2 separate regions of the Rattus norvegicus genome follow, and region 2 is linked to region 1. Evidence: chromatin contacts called from public Hi-C data. All regions are on one chromosome and are shown on one strand. Each heading gives the region's core, a stretch centred on a gene start, on an enhancer-like site or on the middle of the called end of the contact. The rest is flanking DNA. Distances are from core to core; before and after follow the strand shown.

Region 1 (4,195 bases), core at 428-2,927:
TGAACATGTGAAAATAGGGGTGCTACCATGAAATGGCTAAAACTATGGGGGTAGGAAAGAAAATCTGAAGAGAAAGGCATGGCTGAATTGTTTGCTCCACAACAATAAAGTAGCATTTATGAGGTGGATTACAGTCCTGGAGGGTCTGTTTTTATTTTGGTTTTAAATTAGCTTTCCAAGGACCTGGGTGACTCTGAGAAAGCTTTCAAAAGAGTTACTCTTCAGTGTAACCTCAAGGACCTGAAGTTCTAAACCCTTGCTGTCTTATTTGTGTGCCTTGATCCCCACGTTTCCCTCAAACTGGTCTGAAATACATGGTGAGCAGAATGATGCCCAGCATTAACTGCAAGGCTGGAGCATTAACTCACAAACCACTGGAGAACTACAGTTCAGGACCTGAATTAATAATCCTGGGCACATTAATAACCCACGTCCTATCTGGAAGGTAAATGAAAAAATATGACCTCTACAAATCAAGAAAGCATTGCAAGAAGCAGGGTGCTCAAGTCCCAGGCCCTCAAGCAGCCCTGCTTTGAAATCACCTCTATGGAACTTGGCTCTCAGTTTCTCAATCCTAAGACCTGACAAAGATGTTAAAGGGGTCTGAAGTAGCCAGATAAGAACAATCCATCTTCCAGGCTTGAGACTCGGAAAACAGCGATGGGCAGCTGGCACTGAGCCAGAGACCTGGCAAGCGTTGGATGACAGTCAGGAGAGTGGAGGTAATCGTGGAAATACACAGATGTACATACATGTGGGAGGTGAGCTTGCAAACACACACACACTTCTATATCGAGAGAAAGAGACAAAAAGACAGAGACAGAACAAACAGGGCAGAGAAGCGAAAACCAAGCTGGGTAGAGAAATGCAGACAAGAACGCTGGAGTCCATGGCCCAGGTAGCATAGAGGACTGAGAAGCACGGCCCAGACAGCAGCACCAGAAGGATGAGAAGGCAGAGGCCCGACAGCACCAGGAGAACAGGGAGGCAGGGCCCCCTTCAGCACCAGGAGGATGGGGAGGCAGGGCCCACTTCAGCGCCAGAAGGATAGGGAGGCAGGGCACCCCGTCAGAACAGGAGGGCAAGGAGGCAGCACGCTCCCCGCCCCCTGACAGCACCAGGACAGAGAGGCAGGTCCCGGGACAGCATCAGGAGGACAGAGAGGCAGGTCCCGGGACAGCATCAGGAGGACGGGGAGGCAGGGCCGGGCAACACCAGGAGGACGGGGAGGCAGGGCCGGGCAACACCAGGAGGACGGGGAGGCAGGGCCGGGCAACACCAGGACAGAGAGGCAGGGCCGGGCAACATCAGGAAGACTAAAAGGCAGGGCCGGGCAGCACATGGAGGTCGGGGCCTTCGGAGGTCGGGCCCAGGGGGCGGCGGAACAAAGCCGGCGCGACCGGGCTACTTACAACAAGAAGCTCATGTCGGCCGCGGCGTGGGCTGCGGGCTCGGCAGAGCGAAGCTTGGGGCGGCGGGCCTGAATCAGAGGAAAAGCAAGGGCGGGAGGAGGACGCGCGCCGGCGGCGGGGCGGCCGCGACTTCTTCGGCTTCGCTACTTCCAGCGGCCAGCGGACCGGCGGGCGGAAATGGAAGACCTGGATTCGGCTAGCTCGGCGGACTGGAAACCGAGCGGTGGAGGAAGCGCCGCCCGCCGCGTCCTCTCCGCCAGCTCCGCGCCCCCGCGACGAAGTCTCGCGAGAGCGAGCTCCGGTGCCCCGCCCACCTCGGGATCACCTTCGGGTCACCTCGGCCTCCCACGCTGACCCGCCACAGGTTTGCCCAAGCACGTGGCCCGGGGTCGCGGCCCGGCATCCGGAGCTGCTCCACAGTGTTCGGAGCCTAGCGGGGAAGTGGACTCCATTCCAAGACGCCTGGGTCTAGTAGAGAGGGAGGGAGTCGCCATCAAAGAGGACAGCGGAAGGCCCTGGACTTGCTTTCTGTGCTCTGATTTCGGCAAGCATCCCACGAACTGAGCTAGGGAAACTGAGGGAGCCAAGGAGAACTGAGGTCCAGAGTAGCAGGGAGGCTGATTATCCGTGGCCATATGGATTTAACCAGTTGTGGAGTCCCTTCTAAGACCCGATGCACAAAACTTATTATTCAGCCTGGCACTCGGAGGAACTTTAATTCTCACATGCTTAAGAGGCTGAGGGCCAAGCTTTATATTTAGATAAGAATGGTTGGCGGCTCCTGAGATGGTTCAGCCACCAAGCCTGATAGCCTGGAACCCACATAGTAAAGAGAATCAGTTCCCACAAGTTGTCCTCTGATTTCCACACAAATTAAATAAAGTGGTTAGTGCGTGGTAGTGCTTGCCTGAATCGCCACACCTGAGATTGAGTCAGTAGGATCACAAGTTTGAAGTAAGGCAAGACAGCACAGGAAGATTGGCGGGAGTGGAGGTTGCTTGACTTTCTACCACATGACTAGGATAGGACCGCATTAACGATCGACTTAGAAAAATAAGGTTAACTTTTTTAAATATAGGAGACAGTAGTCTTCCTTACTCTCACCTGATAGGAAATTCAATGGAACAATGTGCATATATTAACCCAACTTGAGCTTACGATTCCAAAGAAGATACTTGAAGGCGATACAAATATTAAATGTATCCTATTTCATTGATACACCTGTAGCCTGCTGTGTTGGCTAATTGGTTTTAAAAACCTAAATGCAAGAAACCAGAACCTTATGTTATCTCAGGAACAGCAAATAATAATTCGAAAAGACAGCCTCAAAAGATAACAGAGAACCAGGTAGGTGGCACATGCCTTTGAGCCCAGAACTGGGGAAGCAGAGGTAGGCAGGTCTGTGTGAGTCCAAAGCCAGCCTGGTTTACATATGGAAATCAAAGCCAACCAGAGATACATGGTAAGATGCTGTCTCAAAAAAAAAAAAAAAAAAAAAGACAGCAAAAGGATTTACTATAATAAAAACAATAGGTAGGCCTTGTTTTCAAACCTTCATGTAATAATTCCATAAAGGTCTTCTAAAGGTGAGATTTACCTCACCAGGTTAGAGACCATTTGAGGAAGAATAGTTGAGTCAGAGCCCCATTCTCACCCACTCTTTACTGTGGTTCTGGCAGCCAAACATGGCTATGTGCTTTAGAAAAGGCTGCAGGGGCAGGTAGATATGAGTTTGAGGCCAGCCTGGGACTGTATTTCCAGACACTAACTCAGAGAAACAGTAAGGTGAAGCTTTTGATTATTATAAAAATCTTTCGATTGGATTGGTTTGGTTTGTTTCTTTTTATTTTTTGAGACAGGGTTTCTCTATATAGCCTTGGCTGTCCTAGACCTTGCTTATAGACCAGGCTGGCCTTGAACTCAGAGATCTACCTGCCTCTGCCTCCTGAGTGCACTTACCACCACCACCACACTATTACATGATCTTTAAGAAAGTTTTTAGTTCTAAAGTTCTGTCCTGTCAAAGATCCTGTCCTTCTAAAGCCTGGCCCACAGTTCTTACCTGCTTCCTGATTTCGCTTAGGTGGCCCTGCCTTTGGTTTGATGTAAGTCTATGCATCTTATACTGAATCAGGAAAAAGACTGGCAGAGGGAAGGAAGCCTCTGCCAGTCTACTGCTGAGTACTGGTCTGTCACATCACTGGAAATGCCTCGTTGACTTGGCACCCTTAAAAATGAGAGAAATGTCATGTTATAATACAGAATGTTTAAAGTCTGCAAGGTTAGACTTTAAATCAAGCAGTGACTGTCTTCGGTATACTAGAAGGAATTTGGGAATCAGAATTGCATTCAAGTCGGTGTTTTTAATAGTGATAATTTCTCCTTTATCCCAATTTCTAAAATTTCTTTTTCAATTCTGGAGTGTGAACATACCAACATTTTCAATCGTTCGTTCGTGTGTGTGTGTGTGTGTGTGTGTGTGTGTGTAGAGTAGTGTGTATATAGGTGCTCCTATGTGTAGAGTCACAAGGCTGGTTTTAGGAGTCTTCCTCAATTGCTTTCCACCTTTATTTGGTGAGGCACAGACTCTTAGGTGACCCCAGAGCTCACTAACTAATCTAGCCAGCTTCCTATGGAGATCCCAACCAGGTCTTCTGAGCCACAGGAATTATAGGTGGGTGGCCATGCCCACCTGGCATTTACCTGTATTGCTATGTTAGTGACATTTAACTACGAAGCCATCTCCCCAGACCTGAAGTTTTGATTCTATTTATGTGTGTAAA
Region 2 (4,195 bases), core at 563-3,062, 150 kb after region 1:
AGGGCTGGAGACAGCTTATGAGTAGTTATGCACGGGCTCCAGGTTTAAATTCCCAGCACCCAGTACAAAAAACCAACAAAAAACCCAAAGCAACAACCCCATTTCCCTGTTGAAAAATTTTAAACTTAAAAATTAGTTATCACACACAAACAATCACATTACTGCAAAAACACTTTTATTGACCTACGGTAAGTGGCAAAAGCTAGGCCTAAGAGCAACTTTACTTAAGCTTAATGCTCTTTTTAACTCCAGCGCGAATGCCAGAGAGTTCACCACTATACCGCTGTTCTTCTCTACGAACTTCACGAACCTGGCCTCGTCTTCGGATTTTGGCTCTTCGGAACTTTTCCCTATGTTTGACTCTGGGATTTCTATCAATCTTCTTTCTCCTGGGTGTAAGTCCCCTATTTTTGGCGATCTGGTAGGTAATGGCTCGCTTGGCGTTTTGCTCTTCAAGAGCCTGTTCTTCAGCACTATTTTCTTCTTTCTTTCTCTTCAACTCTGGCCTGTCTTCCATTTCCTTGTAGAACTCTAGTGCAGCCTCATCAAACTCAGGCTCTTCAGTCAGGTCAGCGTTAACATCAGTCTGCTTTGCAGACTTTGGCTTGGTCTTGGTTAATTTTGCTTTTGGATTCAGGTCTTTCTTTCCAGCACCCTCCTTGGCTGTGAGTAGGTGACGGATTTCGGAGGACAGTTTCTGATCCACAACTGAGAGCTTGTTGATCAGATTTCTGTAGGTAACAAGCCTTTCTATAACAGGATGTCCATGTGCGGGGACTCTCCTGGCTTTTAAGATCAAATAAAAACTGATGTTGGCGCAATAATTCAAGTAGAGGTTATACTTAGTCTTCAGGTACTGGCTTCCTTTTCCAGGCGGAATGACCCCCTTTTCCACCAACTGTATCAAAGGCTCTAACTCATCCTTCACTTCTGTCAACTTGACTTTGAGGTCTTCTATCAGTTCTAAGAGCTCTGGTGACTCTTTCCTCAACATTTTCAGCTTCTCTTTTACCGAGACTTTAGCCAAATCCTTCACAACCCGAGTCTCAGCTTCGTCTACTTGTGGCACGGGTTTTGCAAAGGCCTCCACCCAAGCGACTCCAAAATCATCCTCTTGCAGGGCTTGGGTTAAGCGCCGCTGAATTACCTGTGCCTCCTCTTCTTCCTCTCTTTCCTCCTCTTCTACTTCTTGCTGACTCTGACGGCCTCGGGATTTGGAACCGTAGTCTGTATCATAATAAAGCCTTTTTCTCTGACCCCAGGACAAGCTGGGATCCACAGAGGCCTCAGCCTCACTCTGTACGGAGCTCCCACCATCATCATCTTCGCCATCCTCCTCCTCCTCGGAACTCTCTCCATCTTCGTCATTTTCATCGTCAATATTTAGAGGTAGCACCTCTTCCTCCTCATCGTCATCCTCCTCCCCACTCTCGACTTCGTTCCAGCCCTTAGCCAGGACTGCCCGAGATCGCGCTTCATGGAACTCATCTACCTGGTCTTGGTAGTAGCTGGAGTCCCCTGGAGAAGGCGGCGACCCTAAATCGTCCTCATTTTCGTCCGTGGCAGTGCGACCAGCCTTGGCCCGCACGGTGGCCCACTGGGCCGCTCCACGCCGCCGTGATCGCTTCACCATGGCTCACCAGCGGTCTCGGGTTCCCCAGCGATGCCGCGATTTCCGCCACTTCTGATGTCCGCGCAGAAACGATTCCAGCAACCGGAGGTTTTCAGCACCACCACGCTCCACGCCACACAAGTTGGTGAATACCGGATCCCAGAGTCTGGGAAAAGCCCATTTCCTTCCGCTCCCAGGGTGCTCTTCGCACAGCGGCGAGCCTGAACTTCCGCTCGCCCTCGGAAGCGTAGTCCCGCTGTGCCTTTCTAAAAGCAGTCGATTCCGGCGAATTAAAACACTTCCGGATAGGAACGGCAGGCTAAGGACCTTCCGTTCCGCCGAGCCTTTTGTGGCGACTTCCGCGCTCTCTCGCGCGAGTTCCGGCGTGGAGTCGAAACCCGTCAGCGTCGCTGCGAGACAGCCTGCGGCCGACAGAGGGCGCTGGGCCTCTACGTCTCCATGCGTCAGCAGGGCGCCCAGTGAGCTACGCTAGACAGTTTCCCAGCTCTCGGTTAGTTTCTTCGGTCCTCCCGAGTGGAAGTTTGGTTGTTTCGTTTTGTTTTTTTGGTCTGTCTTGACTTCTGAAGCCGGGCCTCGCCATGTTGTCCAGGCTAGTCTCAGCCTCCCGGCTTGGTTCTTTTCTCTGTTTCTGTCTGGCGGTTGCTACCGAAACAGCGGGGTTTTTGTCTGGCGGGGTTTCTGGGCCCCGCACGGCGAGTGTGTGCTTTTAGGCGAGCCGAGGGCGGACTTTGGCGGTTTTCTGAGGGCAGCCCCCCATCCCCCGGGAAAAGGAAAAAGACGCGATAGTGTTCTTCTGCTGGAACAGTTTTCGCTTTTCTAGACGTTCTGGAAAACACTGAAGCTGTCAGCGGTGGACCGCCATTAAAGGACAGCCCCCCTCCCCCGCCCGCCGGTATAGAATTGGATGGCAGTACTTAATAATCATTCATTGTTGTGTTCTTCAACATTGGTCAAGCACCAACATGCCTGGCAGCGTGTTAGGCTCTGAGAGAGAAATAATGGCCAAAATAGATGATTTTTCCGTGTTTGGAGACCTTGTGGTCTAGGAGGGCAGAACTAGGAGGGCAGAACTCAGTCAAATGGGAGAAATGACTGCTGGAGCTCACAAGACCATTGTTAGCCAGCGTTCAGTGCTGGGATCCCAGCATAGGCTTTACATATGTTTTGAAAACAAGAGTACGGGCGGGCGAATAGACTCCTTCCATCATGCGGGTCTGAGGGATCGAACTGTTGTCAAGCTTAGTAGACAGCGCCTTTACCAGCTAAGCCATCTCAAATGTGTGTCTTGTTATGTGTCAGCGTCCTTATTTAAAAGGATATACAAAGTCGCGATTATACACACCACATGGGGCCTTGTCTTATAAAATAAGACAGCAATAAGTACAACTATCCAAACAGACACAGGCACGCACGCATGCATAGGCTCGCGCGATCATAAAAGGATTTAAAGACCCGAGGGTGATTTGCCTGCTACTCCCCTCATCGCCACAGTTGACTCCAGGTCCATGTCTCCGTTCTCACTGCTCCCTGGGTGATAGGACAGATTAAAGAAGATAGCCTTCCCAGATGGAGAAGGACAGTCTTTGTTCTTTGGTTGAGGGAATATGGATAGCTATTTGCTACATTCTCCTGCTAGAAACTGTAAAACAAACAAACAAACAAACAAACAAACAAACAAACAAACAAAAACTCTCCAAAAGGGTTTACCATTTCTGTTCAAAATCAATGGATTTGTGTTGTATTCAAAACAGTGTGAGGGCTGGAGAGATGGTTAAGAGCACTGACTGTTGTTCCAGAGGTCTCGAGTTCAAATCCCAGCAACCACATGGTGGCGCACAACCATCTGTAATGAGAGCTGACGTTCTCTTCTGGTGTGTCTGAAGACAGCTACGGTGTGCTTATATATAATAAATCTCAAAACAGCTTGAAAAATCCTCTAGTTAACCTCCTACCCCAAGTTTGGTACAGAGGAATGTTCAATTTGTTTAATGAATATGTTCAATTTGTTTAAAGAGTATTTCACTTCGTATCCTAGGTGCTATATAAAGCTTAGGGGATGATGTATACACATGTAAGCATCTCCGAGACATAAACTGAACTAGAAAGGATTCAGTAGTCATCACTTTCAACTTTAGTTTAACATATTTGGAAACAGACTCGCAGACAATTTTAACTAGGGAGTCTGCTATAGAAATCAGAGCCATAAAATCCTGCACCAGGATTTTACATCAAGAAAATCCATTAGAGTTGGTTCCTTGTGCACTAGCTGACGCCCATATTGATTTGAGCATCATAGTAGTCTTAACAGTATCATAAAATGACAGTTCTAATTCTTTAATAAAATGTTTTTCTTATAAGAAGAGAACATTAATATATCTTTCAGAAAAGTGGTATTTTAAAGTATACAATACCTTACGTGCTCAAGGGTGTCTGAAACCTTTACAAGCCCTTACCCAGTTTTAGAAAACAGGGTTTCCTTATGTAGCCTTGGCTGCCCTGGAACAAGCTCAGTAGACCAGGCTGACCTCCAACTCAAAGAGATCTTTCTGCCTCTCTTCCTGA

Evidence for each region. A called contact is a pair of places that touch in the nucleus more often than the background predicts.
Region 2: a Hi-C map of liver shows a contact between it and region 1, with 2.7 times the contacts expected there. The contact joins the promoter of Utp3 here to the promoter of Mob1b in region 1. A contact is called at or near these places in 4 of 12 Hi-C or Micro-C datasets (kidney, liver and mammary epithelial cells).

What each region holds. Positions count from the first base shown.
Region 1 is chr14:19,648,242-19,652,436 of GRCr8, forward strand. It overlaps Mob1b (MOB kinase activator 1B), which reads right to left and starts at 1,678. Exons shown (of 6, transcript NM_001108357.1): 1 at 1,413-1,678. The coding sequence starts at 1,426.
Region 2 is chr14:19,799,608-19,803,802 of GRCr8, forward strand. Utp3 (UTP3, small subunit processome component) reads right to left here and starts at 1,813. Exons shown (of 1, transcript NM_001012036.1): 1 at 159-1,813. The coding sequence starts at 1,633. The coding sequence ends at 221.